Regions from separate parts of the Mus musculus genome. Here regions 1 and 2 are each linked to region 3. A link is a contact called in public HiCAR-type and promoter capture Hi-C data. All regions are on one chromosome and are shown on one strand. The core of a region is the stretch at or near the end of the contact, and the rest is flanking DNA. Distances in the headings are between cores, read along the strand shown.

Region 1 (3,563 bases), core at 587-3,086, 1.0 Mb before region 3:
CATAGCTGTCAGTGGTCCAGGGTCCAGGCCAAGGCAAGTAAGAGGTGAGATGGCCACTGTGGATGCTATATCAGGTCCTTCTGGCAGAGCCTGTCAGTGCTCTGGGACCAGAGAGGGAGGGTGAGTGGGTGGGTGGGTTGGAGAATGGACAGTATTTCCACAGTATCAATATGCTTTGATCTTGGAGGAGACAAGCTAGAGGCAGAGCCAGCAATGGCTGCGGGTTTGCCAGCAGCTTCATCCCCTAAGGGTGAGATTCCATTCTTAAAATTTCAGGGTCAAAGAACAAAGAGAAAGGAACGGAGAGGGGAAAACTCAGGCTCCAGCCCTGGGAAGAACACTGGGAGCATTCCCTGTCTTCTCAGGTGTTGAAGGAAGGCCAAGGTGTTGGACAGGTCCTGGTGGTTGGAATCCCTCTTCCTTTCCAGGCCTCAATTTAGTAGCCTTCTGGCCGCACACCCTCTCTGCCAACATCACTCAATCCCAGCCATTGCTGGAAAATGTCCCTGCCTCTTTTAGTTGCTTGCCTTCACTTTGGGGTATTTAGCTAGTGACCCGATGCTCACAGGTACCCATTTCTGACCCTTTGTTTTACACTGAGTGAACACCTCTACTCCAGTGTCCCTAACACACACACACACACACACACACACACACACACACACACACACACACACACACACACGAGCCCCTTGTCATCTTACCCCCACCAGCCTGAGAAGCATCTTGTCAGTTCCTCCCTCAAATCCTTGAACCACAGAGACAGGTTGCTGTCAAATCCAATCACAATCAGGTGTTAGTCAAGACAGCTCCTTACATGGCTTCTTCTCTTTGCTGTATAGGAAGATCCCAGGTTGGGGAGTGCCATTAAGATGCCTATGTCTTTTCCTCATTACAATGTCCTTTTTCTAATTAACATCTCTCCCTTCCTATGTAAGTCGGATTGGTTTGCAGTTCACATTAGAAAGTAGCTAGGGGGAATCTTAGGAGAGTCTGAGACGTATTAATGGGAGAAGGAAGCCCTGGGGCCAGGTGGCTTTTGTCTGTCATGGGGAAAAACAAGGATGCAGTTGATGCAGAGCTCCTACTTGGACTTCAACTTTTTAAAGTGGGATAGGTTTCACACCACGGAGGTCCGAAGCTCTGGCTCTGCAAACTAATTCCAAGTTAAAAAATACCACCCACCTTGCTCCCAGTTAGGGTGAAGAGGGTGCGCTCCGTTGTGTGCGGGGAGGTAATGCAAGAGCAGAGGGGAGGGGGCAGAAGTAGAGGGTAAAGGGGGAGCCAGTAGCAACCGTGCTTCTGAGTATCAACAAAGATAAGGCTGTGTGTGGTCTTGTCCTAGTAGCTGGAGGTCCCTGCTCAGTGGCAGCGGTGGTGGCCAGAGCAGCAGCAGTAGAAGCAGCGAGCGGGACGGAGTTAGGACCGCTCGGAGCGCCCAGGTCTCGAGGTAGTGTAAGGTTTTTTTGCAATCCTTCCACTCGCTGGCAGTTGCAGAAGATCTGCTTTTTAAGTGAGAAGAACACGCCACCCCTCCGAGGGCTGCGGCTTCCTGGGGCTGTTTCGTCGCTCGTCGCTTTGCGGGCCCCTGGCGCTCACTCTCTAATTCGTCCGCGCCCCTAAGTTTGCCGAGAGCTGGCTGCGGGCTGGGAGCAGGGTCCCGGCCGGGCGCCGCGGGCGGGGGCTGGGTAGCGGCGAACCGCAATCCCGAAGCATCTTGGGGCCATGTATATTTCATCAAACGGACTTTGGGTGCGTCGCGTCTCGCAGCCATCAACGCTATGTTCAGTGACATTTCTGACTTGAGTGGAGGAATGCGCGAAGAAAACCGGGGCGAAATTGCTTCGAGAGGATCTTCTTGGCGCCAAGGCTAATTGTCCTGATTTATGTCGCTTCTGACAAAAAAGAAAAAAAAAAAGACCTAACGTCTTCATCTGAAATAAAATGAAAGCGGTGCCAAGCGGGATAGAGCCGCCTGGCTGCTGGTTCTGATCCCCTGGGATCCAGGGGGGGAAAATCGTTCTGCAGCTTAAAAGAAAAGAAAGGAATAGAAACAGAGAAGAGAGAGAGAGAGAGAGAGAAAAAAAACCCACAGTAAAAGTTTAAGGCGAGAAGTGGTGGCGGCGGCGGCGGCGGCGCGGGGAAGCTGCGAGCGGAGAAGGTTGCCGAGACCTCGGAAGGCGGCGATTTGGTTCCTAATCCCACTGTATTTTTGGAGGGAGAGGCACCTTTCTCATCCTCCCTTCCTCTCCGCCCACCCCTCTCCCTCCCCCTCATCTACCTGTCAAAGTCACTGATCTTTTGCATTTTGGAAGAGGACGTCAACGGGAAGGAATTCCCCCTGTCAGGGTCCCGGCTCCGAGAGGGGGCGACGCGCGACAAGGCTGCCCCAGGGGCAAGAGACCAAGGTAACCCGGGCGGGGGACTCCGGGCGCCGGGTGCTATGGGGTCTGGGGTTGTGGACTCCTCCTTCCCGCCGCCAACAGGGTGCTTGCAGGGCGGGATACCCCGGGGCTACGGTGGCAGCGGCTCAGGTCCACACCCGCCGCGTTCCCATTCCACCCGCGCCCCGTGCGCCGCCAGTGGGTCCCCGGAGCCGCGGTCTCCGCCCCACGCGGGACCAAGCTGGGCAGGGGCGCCGCCCCGCGCCGACGGCTGGCCTCCCGCCCCGTGGAGGGCCAGCGGGGGGCCCGGGTAAGTGCAGCTGGCTCCCCTCTCCTCTAGCGACCCGCGCCTTTCTGGGTGGCTCTTCTCCATCAGTTCCCTCCCTCCTTCTATCCCTCCCTCTGCCAACCCCCGGTGCCCACCGAGGGCGGGAGGGGAGATCCGGGTGGGCGAGGAACTTTGGAAAGCGCCTTAAGGAGGTAGAGCGGAGCCTGTGCGCACTCCAGAACTCGCACCGCTCACACCCACACTACATCCCAGGCTTGCGCCCAGCACCGGGTCGCAGGCTGTTGCATCCTGAGCCTCCATCCACCCACCCGCAACGCGCAGCGCTCTGTCTCCCACACACACCTGACCACACGCATCGCACAAGCTTTGTCTTTTTCTTTTTTTCTTTCTTTTTTTTTTTAATTTAAATTTTCTTTTACCAGTTTTCTCATCTGGGGAAAAAATAAATAAAAACTTGCCTTGTTGCTCGCCCTGTGGAGAGCTTTGAAGTCCCTCTTTTAATCTCCTTTATTGGTGCGAGATTAAAGCGTTACTACCACACATCGGGAAGCTGGGGAGAGAAGAACGTGGAAGGAGGGAAAGACTCAGCATTGGGAAGCTAGTGGGAGCTTTTCCTCCCATACTGATTTCGCATTATCAGTTGATGGATTCGACTAGGGACATGGAGTTTCTCTCTGCTATGGATCTGTGGATATCTATATATAATACAAATAATACCGAATATTATTGGGCTCAAAATAACCAATTAAGTGATTCATAGGAGAGAAACTTAGATTAAAAAAAGAAACTGCGCCCTCTGCTGTTTGTTTTGGTAACCTCATCCAGGGACTTCCTCCACCCCCCTCCCACCTTCTGAAATCCCCTAAGAGTAGCTGTCATTTTACAAGGGC
Region 2 (3,434 bases), core at 637-3,136, 1.1 Mb before region 3:
TTTTAACACACACACACACGCTAAAAGCCCATTTTCTTTTGTGTGATCAGTTTTTAAGCTTGAAAAATATTATTCTTAATAAGAAAGTAGTTTAACATCTTTACATTTATTAATTTTATTTTTTTTGTCTCTATGTTTGGACATCACATACATACTTGATACTCTTGGAGGCCAAAGGAAGGCAACAGGTCCCCTGGGACTGCGGTTAAAGCCAACTGAGAGCATTCATGTGGATATTCTAATCTAACCTGGGTCTTCTGGAAGAGCAGCCAGTGCTGTCCATTGCTCCTGTTCCAGATACCAGTACACATTCTTTAAATTATTGTTTTTATGTTATGGCCAATGAAGAGATTAATTTATTGTTAACCAAGCTTCTTTTTGACTAACAGAAAAAATAAAATAACTGAGCCTGTGGGTATCAATTCTGGCTTTAAAAGGAGATATAGCAGAATTTTTTTTAAAAGTGAATTGCATTGGAAAAGAAGTCAAAAGAGATGAGTTTCACCATTTCTCCAAGCAAGTGTTTTTACACAGATACATAGATTTAAGTGTATGTATGTGTATATATAAGCTGGTCACCAAAGACACTGGAAATGGGTTTGAGAATATCATACCCTTGATGTTAATTGTTCTTTAGTTTGAACTACAGAAGTTTCAGAACAGGACTCAAGACCAAGTAAACTATTCTCCAGAGACACAGTGGTGGCTGATACATTTCATGGCCACAGCACTTCTTCAGTATTTGCCCTGGAGCTTAACGTACCTCAGGGATCACTTTGGACTCAGAATCAAGATCTTGTATTATTTGGTTTTCACTTTGCGTCATACATATTCTTTGTATCCTAACTCTGGTTAGAACAGAGAGTTTGGTGAGTTACAACTGTCAGAGAAGGGACAAGAACTGTGCCACATAATTCAGTAGTGGGGGGCGGGGGAGGTCCTGTGAGGGAAACATAGACTTGTAGCTGTAAGTGGTGTGCCTACATCAAGAATGTGTAAAAATGAGTGTAGTGACTATTCCTGGCTATCATCAACTAGACTATATCTGGAGTGAACTACAGTCCAGAATTGGAAGGCTCACTCACCTGTGATCTTGAGGCTGAAAGACACAGGTTTCTGACTTGAACCGAGTGGAGGTTTTTTTGTTTGTTTATTTTTTCTTTGAGGCAGGGTTTCTCTGTGTAGCCTTGGCTGTATTAGAACTCACTCTGTAGACCAGGCTGGCCTCGAACTCAGAAATTCGCCTGCCTCTGCCTCCCAAGTGTTGGGTTTAAAGGCGTGAGCCACCACGCCCGGCCTTGGCAGGAAGATCTTGAGGCATATGGCCATGAAAAGTTTAGCCTCAGGCAAGGTAGTACATGCCTTTAATCCCAGGAAACTTGAGACAAAAGCTCAAGGTCAGCCTGGGAAAAGGAAGTCCCAGATCCGGAAGTGGTGATACACACCTTTATTCTGGGACACACCTGCGGGAGGCCTACATAAGGTCACTGGAAGAAGGAAAACTCACTTTTTCTGCCAGGACGCCGTGTGGGACTGAGCAGCTGCTAGATCCTTGGATTTTCATTCACAGCTGCTGCTGACCATCTTTGGGGACTACAGATTGTAAGTCATCAACAAATTCTCTTACTCTACAGAGGCTACCCATACGTTCTGTGACTCTAGAGAACCCTGACAAGGGGTAAAAGGAAAGGGCAAAAACTGAAAGGATCTCGGGAAAATAGTGTGGTCTTAGAGAACAACTTGTCATGGCGTTAGAGGAAAATAACGGTGTGCCAAGATTGACTCTGGTTGAGCCTCTGCCCTCAGGAAGCGGGATGCAGGAAGCGGACTACGAATCCCAGCAGGCCCCGGGGACTCTGAGCCTGCGCACCGCACCGCGCAACGAATGCTGGGGGTCGGCTGCCGGGGCCAAGATGTCGCTGAGCAAGAAAAGAAAGCTTGAGTCGGGGGACAGCGGAGGCGCCGGCGCCGGAGGGGAGGGAGCCGAGGAGGAAAATGGCGGGGAGCAGGAGGCGGCCCCGCCACGACCCCGGAGGACCAAGAGCGAGCGGGACCAGCTGTACTACGAGTGCTACTCCGACGTCTCGGTCCACGAGGAGATGATCGCCGACCAGGTCCGCACCGAAGCCTACCGCTTAGGCATCCTGAAGAACTGGGCCGCGCTGCGAGGCAAGACGGTGCTGGACGTGGGCGCGGGCACCGGCATTCTCAGCATCTTCTGTGCCCAGGCCGGGGCACGGCGCGTGTACGCGGTGGAGGCCAGCGCCATCTGGCAACAGGCCCGGGAGGTGGTGCGGCTCAACGGGTTGGAGGACCGCGTGCACGTCCTGCCGGGCCCGGTGGAGACCGTGGAGCTGCCGGAGCGAGTGGACGCCATCGTCAGCGAGTGGATGGGCTACGGACTTCTGCACGAGTCCATGCTGAGCTCCGTGCTCCACGCGCGGACCAAATGGCTGAAGGAGGGCGGTCTCCTCCTGCCAGCTTCCGCGGAGCTCTTCGTGGCCCCGATTAGCGACCAGATGCTCGAGTGGCGTCTGGGTTTCTGGAGCCAGGTGAAGCAGCACTATGGCGTGGATATGAGCTGCATGGAGAGCTTCGCCACGCGCTGCCTCATGGGCCATTCGGAGATCGTGGTGCAGGATCTGTCCGGAGAGGACGTGCTGGCCCGGCCGCAGCGCTTTGCCCAGCTCGAGCTGGCCCGAGCCGGCCTGGAGCAGGAGCTGGAGGCTGGTGTGGGCGGGCGCTTCCGCTGCAGCTGCTATGGTTCCGCGCCTCTACATGGTTTCGCCGTCTGGTTTCAAGTGACCTTTCCCGGAGGGGACTCGGAGAAACCTCTGGTGCTGTCCACCTCGCCTTTTCACCCGGCCACCCACTGGAAGCAGGCGCTCCTCTACTTGAACGAGCCGGTGCCGGTGGAACAAGATACGGACATTTCCGGAGAGATCACCCTGCTGCCCTCCCCGGACAACCCCCGGCGTCTGCGCATACTTCTGCGCTACAAAGTGGGAGACCATGAGGAAAAGACCAAAGACTTTGCCATGGAGGACTGAGCGTTGCCTTTTCTCCCCCTCCACCTTCTTCGGAAGGTCCGAAGAGAAAGGGAGATCGCCTATGCAAGTTGGGGACATAGCTGTCTCTTTTACCTCACCGCTCCAGTCTTCATTTGAGGACATTCTTCTGGCAGTGTTTATTTTAAAAGTGAGCATCCCTGACCAAGGACTGATGCAGTGTGCTTACTAACGGGCTTTTAAACCTGGAAAGCATGTAGTATAAAGAAACTCTTGTATTTCTGTTTCTTTTGTTTAACTGCCGGGGTTGGGGGGGGGGCAATAAATGTGATCTTTTTATAATTGGTCCACGAGCTAATCTGACACCTCCCCATCCCTATCAGTATGAAACTGGGAGAAAGGCAACATGGTCTGATTACATTTCAG
Region 3 (3,697 bases), core at 1,164-3,663:
CACGATGGCCCCCAAGCACGCATGTGTGCACACACCCATATGCACAAATAAATAAATATGTGTGTAAAAGAAACACAAGTGATACAAAGAAACACAAGTGATACAAAGTTCAATTTGTATTATTATTATTATTATTATTATTATTATTATTATTATTATTATTACTAGACAGGTCACTGCTGCATCAGTGTATTTCACGTGCTAGCCCTAAATCCTTTAGTATCACGTTGGTCCAACGAGTGAGGCAGAATCACCAGTATTGGGAGCTGATCTTATTGGAGGGTATAATGATTAAATAAGTAATATCACTCAAGAATTGTAACAGTAGTGACACGTGAGGTAAGGGAGCCACTCACAGCTGCATGCAGTCAGCTCATCTCTGAAAGACAGTCTAGGAAGACATACCACAGACGAGGTGACCGAAGGTCAAAACTTTCCCTTAATTGTAAAAGTAATGTGTATTCATTCATTTTCCTAAACTACTACAAATGTAAAGGAAAAAGTACAAAAACTCTTATAGTTGAAAAATAAGCATTACTAACCTTCTGTAGAAGAATGTGTTACTGCTGGGGATAGTTGACCACATGAGGCATGACCACCAATAGTGACACTACACATCTGAACAAAATTAATATAATATAATACATATGTGTGTGTGCAAAATATATTCATTTATTAGTGACAAATATGAGTTGCCATGTTCTAAATATTTATATGCTTATAGGTTTTTACATAATTTATGTGTAATAATTTTTTTAATTACAGAATGTTTTTAATTACAGAAAGTTCCTCCTGACTCTGTGGGGTTTGTTGTTATTGTGGGATTGTTGTTATTATAGGGTTGTTGTTATTGTGGGGCTGGGGACCTTGAGGTCTGCTGTTGCTCTTTGTTTCAGTTCACTCCAGTTTGACTTAGATAAGGAGAGGACAGAGCCCAAGCTGACCTGTAACTAGCAACAATTCTCCAGTCTCAACTCTCAGAGTCCTGGGATTGGAGGCATGCCCCGGATGCGTTGTCTAATTTATTCATATTTTCAAAGAACAAAAATGTATTGGGAAACCTAAAGCACACTTAGAATGATACATAAGTCAAAGACATCATGTCAGTGATTAGAAAACACCTGGAAGTGATTAGAATAATAAAAACAACTAATAACCGAAACATGCCTCTGAGATGCAGCCACAGGGTGGCTGAAGAGATGCTATCACTCAAAAGTAGCTAGGCAGGCCTTTGATTCAAGAAATGGGAGGAAATGAGTCAGCCCGGAGCAAGTAGAAGAGCCACACTCGAACTTGGTTCTTTCAGAAAGTGCATCGAATAGGCAAACCTATGGCCAGAGTGAAGATGGGGGAAGAACTGAGATAAGGAAGAAAGAGGGACCCCTGCAGACACAGAAGTTCTGTAAAGTTATATAGAATAATGCCTTGGGCAAAACTGGCAGCTTCCAAAAAATAAAGTTGTAACTTACCAAGAGGACAAACTAAAGTGAAGACTCCTCTATTAATGGCATTGACAGTGACTGAAAGAGGAGTTTTAAATATAGGTACAGAACAGTTGTGGCCCACTCAGTAACTCAAGCACCTTCCTCTTAAGATAGAAAAGCCAGCGTCCTCTTGTAAGACAGCGGGCTGGACAAGTTCCAGATCTAGTGTCCCCACCCTGCCAAGGAGCCTGGATGTCAGGGCCACAATTCATATGACTCAGAGAAAGTCCAATTGCTTTGCAACAGGTCAACCCTTCAGATCAATGCGTGCACCCAGGGGACTAACTTTGAACGTCATAAAAACGGAATGTGGCCTTTCTACCTCACCCAGCAGTTGGGAGCAAGGCCGGTTTTAACTCCTTTTTGAAACAATAAACTCTAGCTGTAACAAAGTTACTTAAAGTTGGGACTCACTAAAGTCTGACAGCAGGTCATGAAAAGTTTGCAAAGGACGGGACAAGTGAGCCAAGAACCAGAGATGCTCTCAGAACAAAAAGTGTTGACAGTTTTAAGTGTGCAACATTAATTTATCTGGGAATACACCCGCCGCCTTCCAGATCCAACTCCTTGGAGCTCTTTCAGCGGGTTGGCGGGCATAGTTCCTCCTCCTTGCCTGGCCTCAGGCCACCGCCCTCCCAGGACCTGGCTGTGTGGCGCCTGCGGCCACCCCAACACCCTACAGCGACCCACCTCCTCCGCGTCCTGGCCCAGCGGGATGCCCAGGCTTTGCAGCCCCTGCTGCAGCTCTCCGATGTCCACCACGCCGTCCCCATTGCGGTCCAGCGCCCGGAAGAGCGTTTCGTAGCGTGTGGGCGGCTCCGCGTCGTGGCAGGCGGCGGTGGGCAGCACAAAGGCCCGCAGCCAGCGCAGCATGGTCCCGGGGAAGTCACCGTGAGCTGGTGGGGCGCGATCCGAGTGCGGAGGCCTGTGGGGTGGGGCGGCGGCCGCGGGTTGTCTGGATCGTCGTCGGGGGGGGGGGGGGGGGGGGGGGGGAGGGGGGCGAGGCTTCTGGCTCGCAGGAACTGAGCTCCGCACAGGGTGTGGTCGCCCAGCTGCTGCTCTGGGCGGAGCTGGCCCAGGCCTGCGCTGGCGACTAGGAGGGGATGGGCCAGCTTCCTGACTCCAGAACCAGGTAGGATAGGGTGCTGGGGGGGAGGGGGGGATGAAGGGGGGAATGCAAGGAGGGTTTCTGCTCTGCCCAAAGGCACAAACTTCGCCAACAGATTTATTAAAGCTTGGGTTTGGGGGTAGTTTGATGAGCAGGTTGCTCAACCTCAAAGCCCCGTTGGGCTGGAAGACTTGGAGAAGTGCAGAGTTCATCAGAAAGACAGCAGTAGGTGGGTATCTGGGACAGAGAGTCAAAAGTGAAAATGGCTATCAGACCAAAGGGAGAGGAAAGGGGCCTGCTAGAGGCCTTTTTCTGAGAGGAGCATCAGCCACCCAAGAGGGCATAGAGAAAGGAGAGAAGATGGAACACAGTGGGTACCTTCCCACAGCACACAAAGAAACCCCAGCTTCTTTCCTTCGAGACAGGTGTGGTCCTGAGGTTTGCCATTTATAGTTCAGGTGAGACACAGTTTCTGGGATAACGGGAGAAACGCTGGGACTACAGAGACTTCGATACCTGCTCCTTCGGCTGTGTAATTCCAAAGACCTAACGTAGCTTCCCTGGATAGCCTCCCGTCAGTAAAATGAGAATATGAACAGCTGCTTTGCCATCAAGTGAAATGTCCTTCTCTGGAATAGTCTCAATTCAATCACTGCTGCTTAGCAGAATCTGTGGTTATGTCCTGTTGTGTCCGGGTATTTAAAACGAACACTAAAACCACTTGTTTCTTCCAAAGTGGAGGACTTGAATTTCCCTCCTTCCTTACCACTCTGTACATTAAAATATACTGTGTATAAATAGAGTCTGCAGATAAAGGCTGCCAGTAACCAGTTTCTGGGCCTCTATTGCTTCCAAGCCATAGTCTTGGAAATTAGCCCCTTCCTCTGGAAAGGCTCTCAGACGCCACCAGTCTTTGTTGGCTCTCCTGGAAAATGGCTTCTAAGGCCATCTCTGGAGATGGCTGATGTTGAGGACGCTTGCCAACCCAGAAATAAAGGTTCCTCAGTGGAACAACCTGTGCTGTGTTCGAACTAGGAGCTGCCTCTCAGCTCTGAAAGCAATCGCATGCTAGGAAGTTCTGAAAAGAGCAGAGCTATATAGTGAC

Evidence for each region. Promoter capture Hi-C pulls out the DNA fragments that hold promoters and counts their contacts. HiCAR-type assays count read pairs that join an accessible place to other places.
Region 1: a HiCAR-type map of astrocytes shows a contact between it and region 3, with 2.9 times the contacts expected there. The contact joins the promoter of Ntng1 here to the promoter of Slc25a24 in region 3.
Region 2: a contact with region 3 is called in a promoter capture Hi-C map of pre-B cells, with 5 times the contacts expected there. The contact joins the promoter of Prmt6 here to the promoter of Slc25a24 in region 3. A contact is called at or near these places in 4 of 39 promoter capture datasets (hippocampal neurons, liver, pre-B cells and 1 more) and 1 of 115 datasets of contacts at active chromatin or transcription factors (astrocytes).

Annotation. Positions count from the first base shown.
Region 1 is chr3:110,141,745-110,145,307 of GRCm38.p6, reverse strand. Ntng1 (netrin G1) reads left to right here and starts at 1,836. Exons shown (of 8, transcript NM_030699.2): 1 at 1,836-2,408.
Region 2 is chr3:110,249,451-110,252,884 of GRCm38.p6, reverse strand. It overlaps Prmt6 (protein arginine N-methyltransferase 6), which reads left to right and starts at 1,886. Exons shown (of 1, transcript NM_178891.5): 1 at 1,886-3,434. The coding sequence starts at 1,914. The coding sequence ends at 3,050.
Region 3 is chr3:109,121,865-109,125,561 of GRCm38.p6, reverse strand. Slc25a24 (solute carrier family 25 (mitochondrial carrier, phosphate carrier), member 24) reads right to left here and starts at 2,413. Exons shown (of 10, transcript NM_172685.3): 1 at 2,175-2,413. The coding sequence starts at 2,357. It overlaps Gm19391 (a long non-coding RNA gene), which reads left to right and starts at 2,488. Exons shown (of 2, transcript XR_867568.1): 1 at 2,488-2,616.